2 separate regions of the Mus musculus genome follow, and region 2 is linked to region 1. Evidence: chromatin contacts called from public Hi-C data. All regions are on one chromosome and are shown on one strand. The core of a region is the stretch at or near the end of the contact, and the rest is flanking DNA. Distances in the headings are between cores, read along the strand shown.

The links. A called contact is a pair of places that touch in the nucleus more often than the background predicts.
Region 2: a Hi-C map of muscle stem cells shows a contact between it and region 1, with 2.0 times the contacts expected there. The contact joins the promoter of Ppp2r5e here to the enhancer-like site in region 1. A contact is called at or near these places in 2 of 484 Hi-C or Micro-C datasets (the C2C12 cell line and muscle stem cells) and 1 of 115 datasets of contacts at active chromatin or transcription factors (bone marrow-derived macrophages).

Annotation. Positions count from the first base shown.
Region 1 is chr12:75,280,878-75,286,361 of GRCm38.p6, reverse strand. No RefSeq gene overlaps it. Among named protein-coding and RNA genes, the nearest start is that of Rhoj, 25 kb to the left of the region's middle. Within about 2 kb of position 2,636, at least 87 of the 459 cell types and tissues checked have an H3K27ac peak or open chromatin away from gene starts, as enhancers often do. A contact at or near this core is called in the C2C12 cell line, bone marrow-derived macrophages and muscle stem cells, where this site is marked.
Region 2 is chr12:75,592,797-75,598,280 of GRCm38.p6, reverse strand. Ppp2r5e (protein phosphatase 2, regulatory subunit B', epsilon) reads left to right here and starts at 2,049. Exons shown (of 14, transcript NM_012024.3): 1 at 2,049-2,646; 2 at 4,949-5,112. The coding sequence starts at 4,956.

The DNA of each region.
Region 1 (5,484 bases), core at 1,387-3,886:
GCCAGCCACATCCACAGCCACTGATTCTCCAAGGGGCCCAAAGTCATGGAGCCAGATGCTGTTTCCAGAACAAAAGTGCTGTGCAGAACTTGGCCTCCCAGTGATGCATCTGTCCAACTTATCTTCCACTTTGTCACAGATAATAAAATTCTGTGAGGAGTGGCTGGAGAAAACAGATCGGGGACCTATCTTGACTTTGAAAAGTCATGATATAGCAATGTTTTTTTTGCCAAAACATTTATTCTGGAGTTTCTCAGATTTCTTACTTCCAATTCACATTGTACTGAACTTTGGGGAGGAAAAGAAGTCTGGTGTTGAGCTGTTAGGGCGGGCTCTGCTTGATTCTGCTTCTGATGTCCCACAGAGCTTGAACAGGAGGCTTTGTTTTGCTTGAGAAAAAGTGAAAATCCTTCCCACAGCTTTCCACAGTGAAACTTCTTTCGTTACTCAGTTGAGCTTTCCAGATCGCCTGGGTATGGTTTACAGGTTCGGAACATCCAGGTATGTCCAAGATGAGGAGAATTGAGTGTGTAATCAGAAACATTTAGGAACAGAAACATTCCTTCCTGGAGAAAAGACAGAGGTTTTCCAGCAGACACAGGAAGTAAATGGAACTTACAAGCCTTAGGAAGCTTTTGGAAGTTTCTAAGAGACACAGGAACCCTCACCCAGGTTACATAAAACTAGTAAGTAGTTACTAGGGAGGGGAGACTTTCCCATGAGAGCCTGATACGCTGTCTGTCTGCAGGTTGCATAGGGAGGCTAATGAAAGCAGGTTTCACAAACTGTCAGCCATGCTGAGGTGGCTTTTAAGTTGCCTGGGAGAGATCCAGACAGTTTGCTTGTTTACTAAGTTAGACTTGGGTGGAATAATTTTTTGTGGTGTGTTGTCCATTCCCTTTCTAGAGTGAACAGATGCTTGTTTATGTCTCTGGAAAGGTCTTAGAACACATGGGATGTCATACCTGAGTTTCTGTGTATTGGGTAGTGCCTGGTGGAGGTCTCTGCCCTACTTGGAAGGACATCCTTTTTTAAATAACACAAATTATTAAGAGATGACACAAGATTGAAGGAAGGTAGCTGAGACAAAATAAATTTCTGTTTGGAAGAGGTTTTTTGTTTTTGTTTTTGTTTTTGTTTTTTTGTTTTTTTGTTTTTGTTTTTTTGTTTTGTTTTGTTTTGTTTTGTTTTGTTTTGTTTTGGAAAGCTACAGCATGAGGGCCAGAGGCAGCCATGATAGGCCCTGAAAGTAGAGCCTTCAAGTCCTTTCCATTTCAAGGAGTGGGGCGGGGGGGGGGGGTGCGCTTTGTTGCCCTTGAGGGTTTTCAGTTGTAGAGAAGGGCAGGTTCCATGTTACCTGGCCTAGCCTATGTGCTAAAAGTAAGAAAGGTACTGATAAGGACTGGCTATAGCTAAAGGCTACCATGAATCTCGATGAAGTGAGTGGGGGATGCAGGCTGTAGCTACAAATGGGCAGGGGAAGACAGGCTGCAGGAGACATGGCCTGGCTTGTGGGAAGAGGAGGAGGGTCTGTAACCTAATACTGGCTACTTGTCACCTCCTGTGCCTGCAGGATATTCTGTACCTGCATGGGGTAGGGCACCTTTTACTGGAGAGCAAAAGTGTTGCATGGATTCTGCCTGACTCCGTTTTAGTTCTTGTGACCTGGAATCACTGTCTTCTCAGATGTTGGGCCCCACATTGTAAGTCACATCCATTCTGACTGTAAACAAACAGCTGGCAGGACTCTGCCCCAGGCTCAGAGCACCAGGCCTGATGCTGGATTGTATCTCCATTTGGACCAAGAGGTTTTGTCCCGAGGTCTAGGCCTTCCACACGGACTCACATAACAAATATGTGTCATGTTTCCTTGGCTAGATTGAGATCTACTTTGCCTATATCATAAGCTGGGACATGTCTCAGTCTGCCCCTGGGAATGCTGGGGACTCCAGTATGTTCCTATTCTATGAACCTGCTGGTGTGTTTTTTTTTTTTCCTGAAGGTTCCTTTCTACTTGGCTCTTTTACTGTGTTGCCTGCCCCAGTGTGCTGAGTTCCTGAAGCTGATGACTTACCCGGACCACTTCCATTCTTTGTTCTCTTAAATCCTCTGACACTCTATTCTGACTCTCTGGCTGAACTTCTAGGGGCCTGTCCATTGGGCGGGTCTGAATCTACATTTGGTTGCTTCTGGGTCATTTTGTTCTGCTGTAAGGAAGAAGAACACACATGTCTGTATTCCAAGATGTAACAGTTTTCTCCTGGAAGGGCTGGCCTATGTGAACAACCCTTCATGCCACAGTGGAAACTGTCTTAGAAGTGTCTCCTTATGACATGAGTCGTGTCTGAAACTCTGCTGAAGCTCTGCCCAATTCATGAGTCCTCTGCGGGAATGGAGACAGAGGCCAGTCAGCAGAGAGTATATTTGGCCATTAATGGCCACCCTCCTGTCTACAGGAATTAGGGCAAGTAGCAGCTTTAAGAGGCTTAGGGAAAGCAAAAACTCCCAGAGACTCATTCAATTCTCTCTCTTTCCCCTGCCTGGTTTCGGGTTGGCAGCTCATGTATGGTTAGTCTTTGCTGTGGTTGGGTATATCATAGGCTCTGAGAAAAATGCTAGACAAAACCTTGTTCTTTGGGATCTGTGCAGATAGAGTGGGATTTGTTTATTATTTGACATGAGCAGAAAAGCTGCAATGATACTATTGAATAGGTTACAATATTTTTAAAAAAGGATAAAATATGGCTAGTGGTAGAAGTGAGTCTGGCACCAAGCTGGGTGAAAGGATGTAGGTCACTTGGCAAGTCTAGTTAGGGTTGATTCTAACTGACATAAAGCTTTGAGAGTAACGCCCACATCCTGACCTTATGTAAACACTCCCCAGTCTGGGACAGTCTGGGTGCCTCACTTCCTCTGTGCTTTAGAACACAGAGGGGAGGTGTCCAGAGAAAGAACTCAAACTGGGTGATGGACAGCCTGCTAGATGAGAAGGAAAGACCTGCTGCTGAGTTTTCTGAAGTACTAGGGGTTCTCGGTGGAGGTTAACCCTAGAGATGGTGATCCAGACTGATTGGAATGTGGCTTTGATGCCAGCCAGGGCTATGTTCTCTCAAGCTCTGGTTCAGCCAGTTACTAGTTGTACACGTGTACACACTTATCCTAAGTGTCACTTTCTTCATTTGTGCCTTGCTGTGACAATGCCACATATTCTGTAGGCCAGCAAGAGGAGTGCAGACCATGTAAAATTGCATGGGAAGCTATTATAAAACTCCTAGCAGAAGAGAAGAATAAATAGTGTCCATGTGTTTAATTAGAGGATTTCCCTGTTTTCCATAACAACTTGGTATTTTTTTTAACCAGTACTTTCTCCAAAGATGTCAAAATACTTTTATTTTTGAACTTTCTGTTATAAATAAGAATGAAATACTAACACATGTATCTCATTTACTTCATAGTAAAATAGAGGCCAAACCTACTCTATCTTGGGACCACCCTCCATCTTAAAAGAAAAAGAGCCTGAGAATTTGACCTGCAGCTGAACCCAAGCTGCACCCAAGTACCAGGAAGGACCCCATAGCTTGTCCTTGGCCCATACCCCAGAGTTACTCCCTAGCTACTTCATAGCAACAGTCAATCAAATATTAGTCTAATTGTTTCAGATGTACTTCCAGACCATTTGTGAATGTTCATGGTTTTGCTTCAAAGCACCCACCTGTTGGCTTAAACCCCCATTGCTTGCTTGCTATTCCTATAAAACCTTATCCTGATGAGGGCTGAGGGCTGCTCCACTTTACAGTCCTGCTATGTCGGGGTTGGTGGAGAGCCCAAGTTCAAGCTTGTAACAAAGAGACCCTAATGCGATTACATTGGAATCGGCTCCTTGGTGGTCTTTTGGGGTTCACAAACGTTTCCTGGCTCAACAATATCATGCAACAAATGGATGGGGTAGTATATGCACTCACACGGAAGATATCATACTTCAGGATTGCATTATTCATAAGATCTTGGTACCCTGCAGGGTGGTCTGGAAGGGAACCAGGTTCAAAGTTGTGTGGTATTTGTCCTGTTCATGTCTTTATGTAATTAAAGGTCTAACCTCATTTTGAGGATGAAACATCTAAATTTTGAACTCCCATTATTAAAAGCTCTCCTAGCCTCTGACTTAATAATCCCTGACTTATTCTATAGCAAGAAGAGGGGGGGGGGGATCAACATTGTACAAGCATTGTGATACAGAATAGATGTAGCCTAGGGCATGTGCTTGAACCTGTCACCAATGTTAGGAGATTAAATGAAGGCATGCTGCTTCCCCAGGCTTCAGTGCCCCATCCTTCGGCCAAAGGGCAGGGATTAGGTTGTGCCTAACATCTCCACTCTAAATCCTTTATGTGCCATGAAGCTTTCGTGAAGATCAAAATAAGAGCTAAGTAGACGATTTCTTCTCCAGATGCCAACTAAGTTAATTAGGATGACTTAGAATAATCAAGATGAGTAGTTTCCCTTTGGATCTATTTGCATCCTCCCAGGATTGAATACCAGGAGAACCACCTACTGGAAATGAATAGGGAAGCAACTAAAAACTGCACCTCCCCTGCAAGGTTAGAAAGGAAGCTCTGGGGAGGAGGGACTAGCAGGGCTTGCCACTGCACAGACCCACTCAGTATTTCCATCTAGACTGCACTTCATTTATTCTCTCATTGGCCTCCATGTTTTCCCATTCCTAATCCCATAGACCACAATTATACTTTCATTCACACACACACACACACACACACACACACACACACACAAATGAAGATGATATGCTGGAATATTCTAGGGCAGTAAAGGTAATTGCATTTATAAAATGCAATTACAACTCTTCTCAGTTTTCCTTTCTGCCAGTGTGGATGAGCCAGAAAGTGGGAATAAAGAAGTTTCCAATAAAGAATTCACAAATCTGGGTGTGCCTGAGTTTTTAGATGAGAAATGAGGAGATAGAAGTTTATCACTTTATTTAATGTAAATATTAAAACTAAGGGACACATGAAGTCCAAGGAAGAGATGCAACAGAAGCAGAGTGCTGGAGTGTGCTCTGGCTGAAAGCTGGGAGATGAAGAAGCCGAGGGATTTAGTTTTCTTGAATGTAAGGACTTTCTGGCTGGAGGAATAGATTTCTCTTTATTATCTGTGTGAATAATGAAGTCTCAGGATGTGCTGGGAGTGTGTTGGCTCTTGTTTTCAAATTTCATTCTTAAAGTTTTATTCCTTTAGATTCTGAAGACCCTCTTTCCTGAGGCTCCAAGTAAACACACAGCTACTTATGGGTGATGCAACTTGGTCCTTTACAGTTTTTAAGCTCAGGGTGGTATCTGAAGATGGTACAGTGAATAGAAGAGAAGATGAAGGGGCACAATCTCTATAGCCCAGATGTAGTCCAGGCTGTGTTTCCTGGGACTGTTTGAAAGACTGAAGGCTCAGAGACATGCCGTAAGACCTGTTAGT
Region 2 (5,484 bases), core at 800-3,299, 310 kb before region 1:
ACATCTATACTGCTCTAGCCAATGGGCCATTCCTTCTGTATTTAGAATACTGAGTTTAATACCTCATCTTAAACTTAAACATAGATGCCCTCATTTTTTTCTTGTGTGTTGCAAGTGGATTGCTTTGCACTCTCCTTGGAGAACACCCCACTTTCCCTGGGCTCTGTAGATCTTATGAGATTCTTGGCCCCGAGAACAAACCTCACACAGGCAAGGATGTTCCCATATTAAAAAAGACCTCCTCATCTCAGTTGCTCAGCTATTTTATAGAAAATGAAATGACTTTGAAATGAATTGTCTTTATAGCCATCCATAATTTGCAAGCAAAATCCTCACTCTACAAAATGTGAAATGTTCTAAGCAACAGCTGTGAGCATTTCAAACGTGCACTACTTTTTAACGGTTCAACTGTTGCCAAGGGAAATTGAGTTGGCTTCAAAATCTTTCTTGGTTTTAATTTTGCATTTACCAATCAGACGTTGAAGAAACATGCTCTGCTTGGCTAGGATATTAAACATTTCTAAAGACTGAAGTATGGAAATATAAGTTACTTGAAGCCAGGAACCAGACTGGAATTCCATATAATTCTGCAGCATGGGGCAATGAACTTTATTAGGGTAAAAATGGCCACTCAGTCAGTCAGTCAGCAGCCAGTCTTCTGGGGTCTGCTTTCGTATAAGCCATCTTTCCCATTTCAGTTCAGGGCAGTAACATTCTCTTTCATAGTACAGAATTATTTTTCTACCCAACAGGATAGAAATTTGCAACAAACCAGAAACGCAAACGCATGGTTAGCACTTGTGGGTATGATACAGAGAGCTTTATAAATGTATATTCCTTAACTGTACAGAACATGACATGATACTGAGAGGAAAAACTCGGCTACAGGATGAAGCATTTTGAGTTTGAAAAAGAATATACATACATGTGTGTATGTATGTATACATACATATATATATACATATATATATATATACTTGTGTGTATATACATATATGAAATATAATACTAAAACTACATCAAAATGACTGGTTATTTTGGGTTTATGGATTATAATATTATTTCTCCTGTATTTCCCCTCCCAGATTTCCAAATTTTGAGCAGCTGGTAGTTTGATCTTTGTAGTTAGTATTTTTTTCTTCTTTTAACTATTGTACGTAGCCTGCATTCAAATTGATTGATGGTCTAAGAATATTCTTTGGAAACGTACCATTTGGCCTAGGGTTCACCAATGATGCAAAAACATGTATGTATTTTCGTCCTCGTTCTAGATAGAGGTAAGTCTTCTGTTTAAACTCAGACTCAAACTATCAATTAAAATCTGTCGAGTTGGGGGCTGGGTATTTCGGAGTCCTGAAAGGGCGAATGCGGGTATTCTGAATGGGAGACTGCAGAGTTGCCATCTGCATTAACTCCCGGAGCGCGGGCCCCCGCCGAGCCTGGCAGGGGCATCAGAGAGCTGATATTCAGAACTGGCTTTTGGGGGGACCAGGTGAGAGTCCAACCGGTGGCCAGGCCTCCCACGAGTTGAGCGAAGGACAGCCACTGGGGTATTTTTCTGCCGGCTTCCATGGCCGCGTTTACACAGGGCTCAGGGGGCCGTGGGTTCCGTGCGGAGTGGGGCTTGCGGGCTGAACCGTGAGGCACCAGGACGGCCGCCCTGTGGCCTTCGGATACCCGGGTGAAGACGCTCGCGGTCCACAGGGTTCCGCCTGGCGGAAGCTCCAGTCTCGGGCGCGCCCGCCGAGCTCTCCTCAGGCCTAGCAGACGCCGCAGTACCCCCACTTCAGGCGCCCTGGCGGAAACGGCGGCCCGGTCGCCCGAGCTCACGGTAGCATCCGGGTCCCCCGCGCCTCGCCCAATCGAGGGCCCCGTCCCTTCACACCCTCCTGTTTCCCCGCCCCCCCGCGCCGCCAATCCCCGACCAGCTCTCAGCCGAACGTGCTGGCCTGGGAGTGAAGGCGCGCGCCGGCCAATGAAGTCTCGCTTCCCGTTTGAAGTCTCCAGTGGGCGGGCGTCGGAGGCGGGCTCTGCTAGCCAGGAGGTTCGGTTGCGCCTGTGCCATGGACTCAGCCGCCCGGTGATATTGACAATAGGAGAGAGAAAGGGGCATTGACGGGGACCCTGCGCGGGTAGCGAACGGCGGCTCTGGCAGCGGCGGCTCAGGCGGCTCCAACTCTTCCTCCCGACTCCCGCGCTTGCTGCCGCTGCAAATCCAGGCTTCCTCCCTCCTCCCCCTCCCCGCGTCGCCGCCGCCGCCGCCGCCGCCACCACCGCCGCCGGGTCCGGTGCAACGAGCAGAGGCGCCGCCCGCCGGGAATGTGAACGAAGAGCCACCGGCCGCGCCGCAACCGGGTCGGTGCCGATTTGATGGGACGGGCCCGCGGGGGAGGCTCGTGAGGCCGCCGCTGCCACTGCCGGAGCGCTGAGGTTAGGGGCCAGCCGAGAGGCCTAGAAACACTGCCGCTACCGCGGAACCGGAGGGACGTCGCCCCGGACGGCCGTAGTAGCCCGGGGCTCTCCGCCGCTGCCTGGACCTCCCCCCGTGCGTCCCGGGCCGTCGCCCGCCCCCGCCGCGGCCCCTAGCTCGCAGCCCACTCCGCGCAGCCACAGATCATCTTCCGATTCTTTCCCAGGAGCTTCAAGGTAACTTCAGCTTCGGGTCCCGCGGCTTGCCTCCCGGGGAACCCGCGGAGCGGCGGGCTCGGGAAGGCCGGGCCCAGGCAGCTGAGGGGTGCGGCGGGGTGGGGGGAGCGGGAGCAAGCGCCCGGCCCACTTGTCTGATCTACCTGCAGAGGCTTTGGAGGCCAGCACCTCTCTTCTCCTCGGCCTCGCCGGCTCCTTTTCCTCCCTCTTTTGAGGCGTTTTCTTGCCCCCCCCCCGGCGGGGGCGGGGGAGCAGGGAGGAAGATTCCGTGGCCGCGCAGCTTCTCCAGGGCTTGGGGTTTATGTGAACATACCTGCAGACAAACAGGCCACTTCCCTGTTTTCATACCTCCCCCTTGGAAAAGCCCCAGTAGTGTGCTCTTTAGAGAATGCTAACGCTTTGGGTGCAGTGGCCCAGGTGAAACCTGTTTCCCTGGGCTTTGCAGGGACCCCGCTGTTACCATCATTTCTGCAATGCTTTGAGTTGAGATCCTTGACATTTTATTCAGAGCTGCGCGCATAAGAGGCAAATGATGAAAAAGAAAGCTGCCTATAGATCATCGTTAGAGATGAGAGAAGAGAAATAGAGACAGAATGAGGGATGGGGGGAACGAGGCTTACAGAAATCTGTGTTGCTAGGGTTAGAGTGAAATCTAAATAATTCCCAGATGAAATTGTAATATTCGTCCCTAAATTTACAGCATACCAGTGCGATGTGGAACTTCTTGCTGAGGTCTGACATTTTCGATAGTATTTATAATTTATTATTCCGTTTTTTATATGTCACATTATATTTCAAGCCAAATTAGAGTTAAAAGAAAATAACTTTCTAATGAAAGAATCACGAAGTCCTCAAAATCCCAAATTAACCTTAATATTGTCCTCCCCTCTCCAAAGTCTATGCTATTTTAGTTGAATCCAGGTAATGCAGATGACTGTTTAATCATAACACATTGGGAAGGCAGCTATCTTACTCTTTGTGGAAGTTAAAAAAAAGCATTTGTCTTAGGTGTCGGTATGACACTTGAGGAACTGAGCCTGAGCACTGCATCATATGCATTCTGTCGATCTTGTCTGCCATTAATCTTGCATGGAGCCTCAGTAGCACCTGAATGGTACTGGCGTCTGTTTAGTTTGGTGAAGGAGTCTAAGCTCAATGCTTGGGACTTTTAGCATCTGTCCTTCCTTTGAATAATTTCGAAGATTAAATAATTGCAGAATGATATTCAGTCAGTTCTGTTGGTTTCATGTAGCACAATATTTGAACTTAAACTCAACTTCATCTTGGGAGGCTGTGAAGTTATGTTTTCAGTTCAACTTTGCATTGGAGTTTATCTTAGTTTTGTTTATCAAACTTTAATAACTTAAGATGGCTTTATTTAAAAAATTTGAAATAGTTGTAATCGTGCCTTTTGTGCGTTCTCATTCAAGTAATCTAGCCTGTCCTCATGTGCAAGGTGGTGGCTTGTAACAGCAAGCACAGCATGGCACATTGCACCAAAAGTCCTGCTTAGATGGTGCCAGTAGGATTATACTTAGAGTAATCATGGTGCTGTCGGATACTGAGGTGGCTCCGCTCATTTTTTTTTTTTTTTACCTGAGGCAGGATCTCCTCCCACTGTGTGTCCCAGGGTTGGAGTCAAGCTGTTTAGGCTGGCCTTGAACTCATGACCTTTCCTGCTTTTGAGTGCTGTTACCCGCTACTATACCTGGCTTCATTTGTTTAGATTCTTGAAGTGCAAAAGGGTTTTAGCCCATTCATAATATTAAATTTGTCAGGAAAATGTTTCTGTGGACTTTTTCCAGCTTCAGAATCGCTCCAAAATGACTTCAGGAATCCCAAGATGGGAAGAGCTGTGCAATTAAAATGGGCAGACAATATAGAGACTTGAGGTCCAGGAAGACATTTTTTTAATGCTAATAATGGAGTGGTGATACATTAGAGTTCTGATTTTGTTTAATGGTAGCCACGTTATTTATTTCCCCTTGACAAGATTTTTCTTTTTTGTTTTTTTGAAACAGGTTTGTGTGTGTGTGTGTGTATGTGTGTGTATCCCTGGCTGTCTTGGAACTCACTCTGTAGACCAGGCTGACCTCTACCTGCCTCTGCCTCCTGAGTGCTGGGATTAAAGTCGTGTGTCACCACTGCCCGGCAGCAGCAAGACTTCTCTTAATTGATTTTTTTATTTTTTGGTACATATTCCTATTTTCACGAATATTGTATATGGGACTTTTAAGATGTGTATAACTCACATGAATACTTTCACCATGGGCTCATGTTCATGTTTCCTCTTTCTCTTCAGTAGGGATATGTCCTCAGCACCAACTACTCCTCCATCAGTGGATAAAGTAGACGGATTTTCTCGGAAGTCCGTCAGAAAAGCCAGACAGAAGAGGTCGCAAAGCTCCTCCCAGTTCAGGTCTCAAGGCAAGCCCATTGAGCTCACGCCTCTGCCACTGCTGAAAGGTGAGACCCGTGAGTGGGCGCCACTGTCTTACCTTCCTCACCCACCAGTGTCTTCAGAGTGTTTCACATCTGTGCACTTATTTACGTGTTGTACTGTGAAGGGGAGAGAGAGAGGTTTCAGACCCACAAGTTCCTGGATGTGACCAGGTCTACCCAATCTCCTTAGTAAAGGGTTTATCTGAAGAGACTTATCATCCTATAGGTGAATTCTTGAATTAAGCTGGAAAACTAAATGGCAGAAATGTCGTTTTTCCCCCTCCCAACATTGGTGTTTGTGTGTGTGTGTGTGTGTACTTGAACATTATGCACATGTGACAATCAGAGGACAGTTGGTGGGAGTTGGTTCTCTCCTTCCACCACGTGGGTTTCAGG